2 separate regions of the Danio rerio genome follow, and region 1 is linked to region 2. The links are chromatin contacts, called in public HiChIP or PLAC-seq maps. All regions are on one chromosome and are shown on one strand. Each heading gives the region's core, a stretch centred on a gene start, on an enhancer-like site or on the middle of the called end of the contact. The rest is flanking DNA. Distances are from core to core; before and after follow the strand shown.

Region 1 (7,584 bases), core at 2,614-5,113, 160 kb after region 2:
TATTTATAGTGGCTCAGGAATCGTCTGAATGGTGAATCATAAATTAAATAATGCGGGGCCGGCTGTGATCAATCATAAGCACATGATCCTCTCCAAATTAGTTTATAAATAACTTCACATAGCGTCAGCTGAAGCAGATTTTATAGCACCAGGTTAAACTTTGACACCTTTAAGGCAATAAAATACAATACAAATAATACAGGCTACTACCGAACATTGAAGATGATCATGGTGGTGGTCTCCAAAATGACACCAATAATAGGTTATATGCCAAGCTAGTGCTGTTCCCATGCTGATAAGCTTCTGGTTATCTGTTATTGTTAGTTTTTTTTCCATTTTAAACGATACCTTTTACAGCAGGGGTCACCAACATGGTGCCCGCGGTAGCACTCAAGGATCACATGAGTTGCCGTGGGCCTGTTCTAAAATTAGCTTACCAGTAAGCTGCATCTAATATTTTTTGTTGCTATTCTTTTTAAATCACACTTGCAATGGTGTAAAATTAAAAATGACATTAAGTTATATATTTAAAAAAAAACTTTAAAAACAATTTCAGACAAATGAAGTGTTGCATATTGATATCTATCAGTTTCCAATCATTGTTGAGAACTATTGTGAGAAATCATTAACATGATCAGTGTCTTCACATAGATGAATATCATTAATTATTAATAATAACATATAATTCAAAGTAAAGTGAGCAACTTTGTTATTAGGAAGTGTGTATCAAGCTAGTAGCTTTTCACATTAAACGATACCCAAGAAGTAGCTCTCAGTTTCCAAAAGGTTGGTGACCCCTGTTTTACAGCATCGATGTTGTAATTTAAACACGCCATTTTTTCAATGGCAAACAGCTCACAGGAAGCACTTAACCCAGGTTACAGGCAAATTAAAAGTCCTATTAGCATGCTTCGGCATATACCCCATTGACTTCTACTGAAAACATTAGGCCCTTTAGTCTCTATAGCTTAGGTTAATATAATAAATTACTATATAAACTATTAAAGCCTATGGTTGTTAGCCTGTTGCACTTTTTGTTTTGTCTATATGCTCATGTTTATATAGGCCTATAGTGTGTGCACCTTTGTTAGTTTATAACCACTTCCGAGGAATGTGGGGGTCACGAGTCACTGGCATTGTTATCATGGGCTGAATAGTTTGAGAACCTCTGTATTAGAGGATGTAAGGTAAACCCATTTTGGATGAGCATGTGGTGTAGAAATCAGCTCAAATGGGTCTCTGGTCATGGATATTTTGATGATTGAACACAGATGAGAAGTTTTAGAGCCACAAACGTCCATTTGACACGCGTGACACCAACACCAGACTATGTACTATGAGGAAACTTCTCAAGAACCTGACGTGGATTCGAAGAAATGCTGATTATGCTGCCAAATTATTACGATCGCCTCGAGTTCTACAGACGTAGTCAAGTCCGTCAATGCAAACACACACCCATGAAGCTGGTTTGAGTCTTTTAGAGGTTATAAAGTCCCTCAAGAGCATGACATCATCAGAGTCGGTGAACAAAATAATGGTGAAAAGCATGAATGATGTCTGTCCTGAGACTTTATTAGTGACTGCTCACAGACCGAACAGAGACTCACAGGCCCATTAAGGTCTGATTATTTACTCGTTTGTTTTCATTTTAGTCTGTGATGTGTGGTTGGTTGAATGAAAGTGTAAACCGATGGTGTACATTTCCATTCAGAGCACTTTATATTAATTTGCTGTGGAATATTGTTTGGGTTTTTTATTAGCTACCGGGCCACTTGGACGTGGATGTAATCATTTATCATCATTAAACACGTAAACACAGACAGAGAGTGTTTTTTTTTTACTCTTAATCTCCCAAAGATCAATATTAGAGCGAGAAGGGTGAAGTTATTGAGATCCTTTTTCGCACTGTGCCAGAAAAGGTTGCCTGAATTCACCCTACAGTGTCGAACTAGAATACAGAAACAGTCATGTGAGGTGAACGAAACATTTAAAGTTAATAAAGATTGCGTCAGGTTCTGCTTTGTAAATTTCCTGTAAATAAAACCTGTTATATTTTTAAAAGTTTACAAATAAATATGAAGAAACTTGTTAAAGTCTGCTTGGAATCTAAATGTACACTGCAAAAAATGCTTTTCTTACTTAGACTTTTTTTGTCTTGTTTCTAGTCCAAATATCTAAAAATTCCTAAATCAAGAAGAGTTTTCTAGACAAGCAAAACATATTGTCTTGTTTTGAGAAACAATATGCCAATATTAAGTGAGTTTTTCCTTAAAACAAGCAAAATAATCTGCCAATGGGGTGAGCAAAATAATCTTACGTCAAAAGAAAAAACAAGATTAATTTGCTTACCCCATTGGCAGATTATTTTGCTTGTTTTAAGGAAAAACTCACTTAATATTGGCATATTGTTTCTCAAAACAAGACAATATGTTTTGCCTGTTTTGAAAATGCTTCTTGATATAAGAAATTTTAGATATTTAGACTAGAAACAAGACAAAAAATCTAAGCAAGAAAAGCATTTTGCTTTGCTCACATTGATTGTTATTATGAAGGTGAACATTTATTCAGTGTTCACCAGCATGGACCATGCCATACTTTGAGCTAGACTTTATTGTAGGGATGAAAGGGATGGCATGGGAACAGTGGGACAAAGGTAAAGTAAGAGGATAAACAGTTTACAGGCATTTAGGTTGATCGTAGGATGCCTGGAGACGCAGAGTGGGGGAACCTTCTCTGTAATATTTACAGTGGTTGGACCACCCGATTCAACCTAGGAGGGATCAGAGGGTTATAAGGATTGTAAATGGGAAGCAAGAAAATATAGGGAGAGAGGGTGGGTTTGAGAGAACGAGAAGAACAGTGCGGCTGGTCTGCCTTAAATAAGTTTTAGGGAGTAGTGACTGGTTAAGGAGGCAAAGTGAGGCGTGGTGCCACTGTATACTATACAAATTATGTGTCCAATCTTTTTTTTAGGCTACATGCAAAAACAACACCTATTTTAAACGAAACCTGTTTTGTGAATACTTAAGATGTCTATCGGTGTTCTAGAGCTAAATATATATTATATAGAAAGCTAATATTGAAGAAAGCCATTTTTTACTATAATAACCCCCACCCCTTCTTGTTTTGATGACCTTATGGTGGATCAAGCGTTTATTAGGGGAGTCAATCCCACCAAAGCCAATCTTGAATAGAGAACTTGCCACTTGTCATTATTTGGTTAACATCGCCCTCTGCTGTCAACACTCGTCGTTTCTGACTGAAAATACAGTATGTTTGTTTTTTAATATCTGGAAATGTTTGTGTGTGTGTGTGTGTGTGTGTGTGTGTGTGTGTGTGTGTGTGTGTGTGTGTGTGTGTGTGTGTGTGTGTGTGTGTTACTCTGTATGTGAGCAAAATTCAGAGTATGGGACAGGTCACGATTTTTCTTTACTTCTTATAATACCTCTTGTTCTTGTAAAATTAAAGTAAAAACCGATTTTGTTATGCAGACCTGGCAACCCTGTATAAAACCCACATAACAACGCTCAGGTAGCCGACTAAGTTAGTTAATTGGCGCCAACTTTCGTGCAGGCAAACGCTTCTCAAGTTTTTCCTCAGAAAAATGTATCATGCGTATTTTAAGACGTTTAAATTGTAAGTTAAACTTAACTATTTAATTTATGTATGTTATAAGCGTTTTAAATTGTAACTTTATTCTGTCACTTGCGTATGTTGTCGCGCAAATCATGAAGGGATGCACACGAGGCCTGATTTTCTCCCCAAACCTGTTCGGTTAGTGAGTGTCTCACCCACAGCCGGTCAAACTGGAGAGACAGACACTCACAGCTGGAGCACTTACACTGAGAAAACTTTATTAATTTGTTTTATCTCGTTTGACTTTACACCCTCAAGATGAGTGGTCGCCTTTGGACCGAGGAACAGTTCAACTGTCCGGTCTGTTTGGATCTTCCAACCGACCCCGCGACCATCCCTTGCGGCCACAGTTACTGCATGGACTGCATTGCGGATTATTGGAATAACGAGGGAAGGAAAAACGGCTCCTACAGTTGTCCTGAATGCCGGCAGACCTTTAACCCTCGTCCCACTCTCTGCCGGAACACAATGCTGGCCGAAGCTGTGGAGCAGCTCCGCCGCGGTACCCTCAGCACCGCAGGCCGCGAGTCCATCAAGAGCGCTCGGCGAGCAGCAAACTCCGCGTCCGAGAAAGCAAACAAAGCCACTCGGAAAAAGCTGCCGGGTTCAGCCGTGCCATGTGACCGCTGCCCGGAGCCCAAAGCAGCCGTGAAGACATGTTTGGTGTGCATGGCCTCGTTCTGCGAGACTCACCTGAAGCCCCACAACACGCAGGAGAAGCTGAAGAGCCACGAGCTGATCGCGCCCACCGGAGACCTGAGCCAGAAGATCTGCCCCGAGCACAAGTATCTGCAGGAGTTCTTCTGCCGCTCCTGCCAGATGTTCGTCTGCTGGCTCTGCACCAGCAACCAGCACAAGGGCCACGAAAGTGTGTCCACACAGGCCGAGAGGTCAGACAAACAGGTGGGAAAAAACATCACACATAGACATCACCTATATACTGTAGAACTCCAGGTTAACTATGTTTATATATTATAACTTTAATTGTTAAAAGCTTTTAGTTACTAGTTAATTAGTTCAAGTTTTTGGTAACTAATAAAGCTATGGAGCGAAATCAGTCTCAAAAATAATACATTTACAAAATAAAATTCATACATCCACAACACAACTAACATTTACGAAATCCATTTTTGTACATTTAAAACACGATGCCAAATTACACAAATCTTATTCGTGAATTATAAACATGATTTATAAACACACAAATCCAATATGTACATTTCAAAAATACTTAAATCCAATTCATAAATTCAAAACAAGATTATAAAATGCACAAATCTTTTTCGTAACCTCAAAACAGTTCATAAATACACAAATTCATTCATTTTCTTTTAAGCTTAGTCCATCTATCAATCCGGGGTCACCACAGTGGAAGTCCCCCGCCAACTTATCCAGCATATGTTTTACTCAGCGGATGCCCATCCAGCTGCAACCCATCACTGGGAAACATACACACTCAATCACACATATACACTAAGGAAAATTTAGCTTACCCAATTCACCTAATCCGCATGTCTTTGGACTTGTGGGAAACTGGAGCACACAGAGGAAACCCTCGCTAACACGAGGAGAACATGCAGACTCCACACAGAAATGCCAACTGACCCTGCGATGAGGCGACATTGCGCTACGCACGGCCCCCACAAATAAAATTCGTAACCTGAAAACACAATTCATTACACAAATCTAATTCATTGGTGGACATATTTATGCTTTTTACCTGTGAATTCACAAATTGTGTGTTTACAGATTGACAAGTTGTGAATCGTGCTGTGCATGTATGAATTTTATTTTTGAAATGTTTTATTTTTGAGACTGATATGGCTCCATAAAGTTATGCTGACTCATATATAATAACTATACATATAAACCTGAGTTGAACTGAATAAAGTAAACCATCTTCACACATATTATTAGGCAAGGCAAGTTAATTCATATAGCACATTTCATCCACAGTGGCAATTCAAAGTGCTTTACATAAACAAGAATAAAAGAAACAAGTACAAGAAAAAAACAAATAATAAAAACGAGTAAAAAACAAAACATAAAAACAGGTAAAATGTGATATAAAAGAATGAAAAAGAAGAGAAAAACATAATAGTGGGATCTGTCAGACGCAGCACAGTGCTCATTCAGTAAAGGCACAGCTAAACAGACGTGTTTTCAGTCTTGATTTGAATGTGCCTAATGTTGGAGCACATCTGATCATTTCTGGAAGCTGATTCCAGCAGCGAGGGGCATAGTGGCTAAAAGCCGATTCACCCTGCTTTGACTGAACTCTTGGAACTTCTAGTTTATATGATCCTAAAGATCTGAGTGATCTGTTAGGTTTGTATTCAGTGAGCATATCTGTAATGTATTGAGGTCCTAGGCCATTTAGTGATTTATAGACTAGTAATAATACTTTTAAAGTCTATTCTGAATGTAACAGGGAGCCAGTGTAAACACCTGAAAACAGATGTGATGTGCTCTGATTTTCTGGTTCTGGTCAGAATCCTGGCCGCAGCGTTCTGGATGAGCTGCAACTGTCTGACGGTCTTTTTAGGAAGACCAGTGAGGAGTCCATTACAGTAATCCACCCTGCTGCTGATAAAAGCATGAACAAGTTTCTCTACGTCTTCACTGGAAACAAAGCGTCTGACTCTTGCAGTGTTTTTCAGATGATAGTATGCTGATTTACTCACTGCTTTATGACTGTTGAAACTCAGATCTGACTCCAGAGTCACTTATTTTTTGTTGTTTGACCCTTAGTGCCAAGGTACGGATTTAGATTACATACAAACGTAAGGGGAAGATGCTTAGTAACAGCAACATAAAATGTCAATGTTGGCACCGTTAAAGCTGCATTATAACTTTTTAAAAATCTAAATTTACAAATTTAAATAAATAAAATAAAAATAAAAACATTTCTAAAAAAACATAAAAGTATGCCTCATCGTATTGCTTGTGAGTTGTCGGTATGAATTTCCCAAGAAACTGCACTCCATGCGTGATTACGTCATAGTCATAAATAAACACGTAACTTCATAGTTGTAAATAAACACGTACATTAAAAACAACTGCAAGTTCTGAAACGAGATTGCAAGTAAAACGGCAATTATACACTACCCAAAATAACACAGTACATGAAGAAAATAACTAACATCAACTTAAAAATACATGTAAAAATGTAATCCTGTTTCAGCTATTCTTATATGTAGACGACGTTCACAAAAATATACAAGTAATGAATAAAATATTATGAATAAGTACAACATTACCTTTAAAATAAAGAAGAACATTTTTAAATAAGTAATAAAATCATTGTAGTGTACATTTCAATGCTTAACTGCTGCTTTGCTTTATCTGGCATGACGTCACTAAACCTCAAACAGGATCTTACGTAGAAACAAGACGTCATTTAGAGTAATCTTCACAGTTTAAATAAAACAGACTCGCACCACTTTAAGCTTTTGCATGACAGGCTGTTTGAACGTGTCATTGTGGTTTAGTAATGATGAACTGATCTACTGTTTCTCTCACACTCGTTCCAGTCCACATTCCTTTCTATTCTGAACTTTGCTTTGTGTTAATCTTCATTGTTGTGTCAGAAAGAGCTGGGCGCAGTTCTGTCAGAGAACCATCAGAGGCTCCAGGACAGAGAGAGAGAGCTGAAAGACATGAAGAAAGTCGTAGACACGCTCACGGTAAACATTCAGCACACCCAGGAAACAGCTCACCTGTTAATGAGTGACAGAAAATTATTAGGCAACATGAATAATAAACTATTTCAAATATTTCCCAAGTCATAACATTTTTTTTTTACCATATTTAATTAATTCCTTCGTTTATTTATTTTCCTTCAGCTTAGTCCCTTTATTCATCCGGGGTCGCCACAGCGGAATGAACCGCCAACTTATCCAGCATTTGTTTTACGCAGCAGATGCCCTCCAGCTGCAACCCAGTACA
Region 2 (7,559 bases), core at 3,642-6,141:
CAGTGGTAAATTAATTATTTATGAATAATCACTTAATTCATAACAAATTAATTATTTGTAGCCAACCGTTTCAACTACCTGACCCGCATGGTCTTTGAATTAACCAAAAACCAAACCATAAATAAACAAAGATAAGTAACACACAAATTACCACCTATCAGTCAATTTTTCCACGGGACTCTCTGCATGAATAGGCAGAGTGATCCATGTCGTTATAATGGCGTCGACAAACTTGGTTGGTAATAAAGGTGCACAACCAACAGTATCTCAACCAACAGGTTTTCGCTAAAATTACTAAGTACAAGCGTAAAAGCAAAAGATTGAAGCAGGGTACTGACGCTGTGACACGTTACCTGACAGATTCAAAGACTGAAGAGTCGTCAGATAGAGATAAAGTTAATTAAATATCACATTTAACAACTACAGTGAGACGCGATCCAGTGGTACATCCTTGATAAACTGCCCGACGTGCACTGCTTTTAAGGGTTTTGTGCTCAAAGCACCCCATACTGACTGCTGGAGCTCAGACAAGCGCGTACGCTGCAGCGCATATAGTGAGGAAGGAGGGCTGTTTAGAAATGCTAGATGAAACACCAGAGTGGATGTGGATCATTTTCGTTCTAAAATACCATTTTAAAACTAAGATGCAAAGTGTACACAGGGCCCAAGTGTGAATTTTTCATGAGCAGGTTTGTGACGGGAGTGGGGCAGAGGATCACGATGTCTATCGGCGATGGAAGATAACATCGTCTATCGACAAAACCTTATCACTCTATGCAGAAGTATAAATCAGCCTTAAGTGTTATCATTGATATATTGTATTCATTTTGTATTGTAATTAGCTTGTAAAGTTTTTTATCTTTTCTTTTTTTAGTTTAGTTTTTAACTGAACACATCATATACTGAACTGTTCTGAATCCGTGACCTAAAACTAAAATCCAAACTGAAGCATGAGAAGTCAGTGTTGTTGCATCCCTAATATGTATATCCATTTTCACAATAATTATCATCTCAAAGCAGCAAAACAAAATGCACGCATTATTAAATAACAATCAGAGAGTTATATTTCCTCACCACAGAGCCAGATGCTGAGCAGCACCAGGAACGCAGGGTCGTCTCGGGCCCACTGGTCTTTAGTCTGTTTGCGGTAGTGGAAGTTGCGGTACACTTTCTGTGGCGATGTGAACAGGTACAGCATCTGCCACACGGCAAACTCAAAATCCATCTGTCGGAAATGCAGGAGCCGCCGCAGGTATTTGTAGCGCTTAGCGCCAGCTGTGTGTCGCGCCGCATCCCGCTCACTCAGACTGCCATTACGGTGGATCTGCGGGGAACTCGTTGGCAACATACTAGTGTTCGGACACAGAGAAAAAGAGTTATTATATGAGATTCTGGACTACAAAACCACAAATCTTTCGGGCTGACTATTTGTAATTTAGTCACAGAGCAATTCCATGCAAATGTCAACCTAGCCATGAAAAAATATAAACACTGTAAAACCCAACAGTAAACTTAATCAAATATAATGAGTTAGAGCTGCACAATTAATCGTAAAAAGATCGCAATCTCGATTCGACCCCCTAGACGATCTTAATCCAGCATTTCTACAACTCTGCCAATCATATTTTCAAGATCAGGAGAGAAGCAAAGGCGGCTGCACGAGTCTTTTCATTGTTTCACACACGTTGCTCATCGACAAGGACAACTCTAAATGATGTTGAAAGACTTTATAGAATTTATAAGGTATAATTCACCTTAAAATGTAATTTTTCTCTTCATATAATGCTGTTTTCGCAGCTGGGAAATCACACGTGACTCGAGCTGTTGACCGTGAGCTGTTATCACAGAGAGGGCAAGCGGGCAACCCTACTTAATGATAGACGCGCATGTGTCTACTTTAGTGAACAGAACCTGCATAGGCTGTAAGTAACAGGTAATAAGTTGTAAATAATATTCAGTTTATGGCAGTAAAAAATGAAACCGAAAGCGTGCACATCATTTAAATAATCATATTGCATTTTAGAGTTATGATGGCGACAAGCATTTGATATGTTTTTCTTTTACAGCGAACACAGAGCTGTGCATGAAAATAATGTTTACAGTGTCAATATAACTACTTTAGCCAATATAATGTTGATTTTACCAGTGAATTAATGGTCTAATAATGTTGTCAATGACAGATTGCAAGCATAGGCCTACACAATAGAATTCAACAATAGAATTATTATAAGTAGAATTTTTATAAGTAGAATATATTATATATATATTAATATTTATATAGTTTAATATATATTTTAATAAATTAAAATTAATATATTCAATATATATATATATATATATATATATATATATATATATATATATATATATATATAATTAATATTTTATATTTTATAAATATTAATTATTATATATTTATTATATTTTTAAATATTTTTAGAAACCAGTAGACCTACACATAATATTATTATTGTTGTTTTGCCATATGTTTGAGAAAAAACAATAATTGCCGACTCATATTAACCTCTACAGAATCATGAGAAAATCGTGATCTTTAATTTAAGCAAAAAATCTCGATTCTCAATTTAGCCAGAATCGTGCAGCTCTAAAATGAGTGGTGAACTCAAAAGTGACTGAAAGTAATTCTGCTCATTTGAAAAGAGTTTTGAACTCAGTGTTGAAGGTAATGAATTAATTAAATACCTCATTACTTCAACTTAAATGGAGTAAGGTCACAGTACTCATATAGATTAGTTTTTTAACTCAAATGGTTTGTTGCAATCGGTTTCCTCTAACGGTTAACCTATTGTGTTTTAGAGTACTCAGTTGGTTTGAGTTCTCTTCATTTATTGGGTTTTACTGTGCTCAAATTGCATCGTTTACTCAAATGGATTAAGTTCACAGTACTCTTTAAGATTAGTTTTTGAGCTTAAATGGTTTGTTGCAATCAGTTTCCTCAAATGGTTTGAGTTACCTTAACTTATTGGGTTTTACAGTGCTGTTTTTTTGTGTAGGCTTGTATTGTACAGTACTATAAAGTACTCAAAAATGTCTAACAGAGAAATCTCACATCCATAACTGTTACGACTAAAGTTTATTTATTTATTTTTATTGCGTATTGCATATGTCTCTTTCTTTGTCCCACCTTCTTGCTGTTTTTTCTGTTATCCCATACCGGCGTGATCTGATTGGCTGCTGGTCTTGGAGGCCTGTATAAAAAGGAGCTTCCGGCAGGGTTCGGGGAGCTCATTTGTGCTGCATTTTTCTTTAAATATTTAAAGGTAATTTAGTTCATTTACATTATGTTATTTTGGCCTGTGGCCACCCTGAAGAGATGCTCATTTATATTTACTACTTTTTTCTATAATAAATCTATTCATATACTCTCAACTGAGTGTTCGAGTTTGGTTGTCGACCGAAGGGGATCTTTTGCATTACGTTTTTGTTTTGTTTGGGAAATCCACCACCCCAACACATTTGTTTTTCTGTTTATTATGCTTTTTATTATGTTTTTTCCCCCTACACTTGGGGCTTAATAATAACAAAGCTTTTTCCTCAATAAATGCAAAAATGAAAACTAAAATAAAATTAATCATGTTTGTTCTATAGTGAGCAACTCTTATCCTTTTAATAAGCATCATTTCTTTTGGGTTGTGCAGTTTAATTTACAGAATTTCTACAAAGTTTGTAGTACACAGTAAACTCGCATTCTTCTTTGGTCACATCCATAACGCATGTTTATTTTCCTCATTTAAAATATAACGTGTTTACAGAATGATATTTTTCTGAATCCATAACTCTGTGGTTAGTAGTTTTTGAAAATATAAACAGATGTTTCAATATAATGTTAACATATACTTTCTCTGTGAAGTTTTTACTTTAAATGTCACATCCATAATGTTGGAATTGCTCCACAGTGTCAAAACCATCTCAGTTGTTATAAACTGAAAACTTTGGGTGTTCTGGTACTGCTCCCATGTTGTGGATTTCTCTGCATATATTTTATTTTTTTACTATTATTATTATTAGGGGTTTTAACCTTTATTTACAGGACAATCCCTAGGCTATTGATTTTTGGTGAAAACAATACCAAAAAAAAAAAATAATAATATACAATAAACAAAATATGAAAAAATGAAAGCTGTTTTTCACTTTTTAATCCATTGGTCTTCTATTCATACACATTTGCTCATCATAAATAATAAAAACTGAAGATCCGATATAAGGTAAAGACAATTTGCGAATCCAAATATGAATAAATTGAATAACATATATTGAGCAGTGTGGTTATTACTAAAAGATTACGCTGGATTACATGTTACTTAATTCTACAGCATTTCTGTCTCTGATATATAACTAGTCTACATCTATTATCTAATATAAGCTATAAACTATATTCAAACAGCTTCACAACAATACATTGTGAACTGATCAGTTGTACTTCCTATTAATATGAACTCCTATGTAAACATGCAGAGCTGATTCTAGATCATTCTTATTTACTTTTCACAGACAGTCTGACTTTACAAAACAACTGACAGGAATTCGACATTAGCTCTAACATTAACAAACACCGATTAAAAGCAAACTTGCAAGTAGTAGAGTGATGAAAAGTGATAACGTTACTCAAATGCTAAACCCCTAAGCATCACAGTGTGTGTGTTGCATGGGCCTCAAACCCACATAATAACCTGCTAAACGAGTTAGCTACTGCCTCGGTCCTGCTGAATGTGTTTAAATATGACACTCACCTGCTCTACGGCAGTATCAGCAAACTTATAAAGTAAATATCTTATTATCGAGGGTGTAAAAAACAATGCAGCAATCGTGACATGTCAACTTCCTGCCTTGTCCGAACACGTAGCAGCGCAAGCGATGCTCTGACGCTTTTTCCTGTGTCAGTGAGGCCTTCTGGGAAATGTAGTGTTTGGGTGGACAACAGCGTTTCATGGTGTGTGATTTAGCTTAATATCTTTTTATGTCGTTTAAGACTTAATATGCTGGGTACATATTAAAATATGCAAAAATGAGAGGTATTCGTTTGCTTTTATTAAACGAAGATTCGGATTTTTAATAATTTCAAACTTTAGATGCTATGTATAGGACGTGATCATACTTGTGTGATGCATGGACCCCTATACTAGAATGTAATAATAACAATAATAATAATAATACTAATAATGATAACAACAATAATTAAACCAAATAATAATAATAATAGTAATAATAATAATTAAAATAATAATAATAATAATAATTAAAATAAATAATAATAACAATAGTAATTATAATAATAATAATCATAGTAATAATAAAATAATAATAATTATTATTATTAAAATAAATAATAATACAAATAGTAATAATAATAATATTATTATTATTATTATTAATAATAATAATAATAATAATAATAATGATAATAAACAAATTAGACTAGGGCTATGTAGTTTATTGTGAAACCTTATTAAAAGATTTTTTAAAAATGTAATCGTTTGCATTAATCTAGCCTACATTATTGAGCGTTTCTACTTACATTACTTGCTACTACATTTATTTACTCTCACGTTATTTTCTTTTTTATTTCAATGGCAATTTTAAAATCTAATTTATTTATTAATTTAATCAATATATCGATTGATCAGTCACAATTAAGGAGTCTAAAACAAATAATGTTCAGAAAAAGTAATGCCTTGTAATTGTTGAATAGTCTATGATTATGTATGACAAAAAACAGCAAAGAAATATGGGTAAATAAAAAAAGTATACAAATATAGCAATATAAAATTTACAATGTACAAATAATTAGGGATTTTTAATTGTTTTTGCCATACATTCTTTTTTGTAATGCTTGTTTAGAAACAACAGACGGCGCTAATGACATTTTTTATTTTTATTTCTTTTTAATTTTTTATTAACATTATTAATTTACAAACTCAAATGGGGAATAAAAATAAAAAATATAACAATATATACACACTTCCGATCACATTTACATTATACACTGAATACACATTTTAATGTGTAACATTAAATAGAAAAAACGTTTAGGGGGGCTACACACAAAATACATAAATAAATAAATAAATGAATAAATAAATAAATAAATACAATTTAAAAGGAAAGAGATTCAGCCATTGTTTTGCATAGTTCCTCTGTAGCCTTTTCTCTGGGTACTATTTTTGACTCTAAATGTTTTACAAAGCAATTAATCAAGGGTTTACTGTTATTCCATTTACCTTTGTGTAATATTTACATATAATAATAATAATAATAATAATGTTTAACATCAGTGACATTTTTTGGGGGAAAACTATCTGCGTTAACCAAAATCTTAATAGATTTATATCTTTCTACCTTCCTTTCTTTCATGCATACATGTAGATATTTACATTAGATGTTGCCTATAGCGCTCCTTTGAAACGAATGCCCAATGCCACTGTGGGACCAATGTGCAGATGAGGACTGGCCATCCGAGTCAGAGATATATACACATATATCGAGGATCGGGAGTTAATTATTTAAGATAAGCTGGCAAAACAGGCGAATATAAGTTATGTGTGTTTGGACACTTCAGTCTCAAACAGAGTTTTAGGGTAATTTGAAGGTAGGGTAAATTTCAAAATTTAAAGTGGTAATTTTTAAAGTGGTGAAACGAATCATTTGAACAGCGAAATGATACATTTGAACATCAAACATATTCTTTTGAACAGTGAGATGATTCATTTGAACAGCAAATATATTATTTTGAACAGCGAAATGATTCATTTGAACAGCAAATATATTCATTTGAACAGTGAGATGATTCATTTGAACAGCAAATATATTCATTAGAACCGCAAATATATTCATTTGAACAATGAGATGATTCATTTGAACAGCAAATATATTCATTTGAACAGTGTAACGATCCTTTGAACAGTGTAACGATTTTTTGAACAGCGTAACAATTCATTCGAATACTGAAGCAATTCACTTGAACAGTATAACGATTTATTGAGTATAATGTGTAAATATTGAATTCTACCCTGTATTTTGAGTTGTATTGAGTTATTTATTAATGATTAATTTTCCTTGATTGATTACATTTAGGACTACAAAGTATTTTTAATCACCGTTTACAGATTTCTTTATTTTGTTTTAAAAGGTCACACAGTGTAGTATTTTAATTCCAAGTGTTTATTTTATTTTAATTTTGTTCAAAACAGTGTACAAAATAATTTACCTTTTATTTACCTTTTTATATTTCACAATTAAACCTATACATACTTTTATATATATATATATATATATACACACACACACACACAACAGTCCTGTCTGGCTCTTGAATCTGATTGGCTGATAGCCGTGCCATATACTACCAGTAACAGCACTGGTACCGCCTCTTCACCATTCACCCTTGTGTATTACTCCGTCCACATACAGCAACAAGCAGAGGACACTCTACAGTTTGAAAAGTATTGCAACAAAACGTACTTTTCAGGCTTTTTAGGCAAGAATGTTGTATCATCCCTTCAATTTATTCAGAAAAACTTTTAAACAGAAGAAACTCTTTA

The links. HiChIP or PLAC-seq counts read pairs in DNA pulled down with a chosen protein or histone mark.
Region 1: a contact with region 2 is called in an H3K4me3 HiChIP or PLAC-seq map of embryo, with 3 times the contacts expected there. The contact joins the promoter of trim25l here to the promoter of unc50 in region 2. A contact is called at or near these places in 2 of 18 Hi-C or Micro-C datasets (caudal fin and embryo) and 1 of 4 datasets of contacts at active chromatin or transcription factors (embryo).

The regions. Positions count from the first base shown.
Region 1 is chr6:4,867,295-4,874,878 of GRCz12tu, forward strand. trim25l (tripartite motif containing 25, like) reads left to right here and starts at 3,864. Exons shown (of 21, transcript XR_012407540.1): 1 at 3,864-4,539; 2 at 7,227-7,322.
Region 2 is chr6:4,708,441-4,715,999 of GRCz12tu, forward strand. unc50 (unc-50 homolog (C. elegans)) reads right to left here and starts at 4,892. Exons shown (of 6, transcript NM_200247.1): 1 at 4,752-4,892; 2 at 1,075-1,349. The coding sequence starts at 1,348. LOC110439848 reads right to left here. Exons shown (of 10, transcript XM_073954867.1): 10 at 7,476-7,559.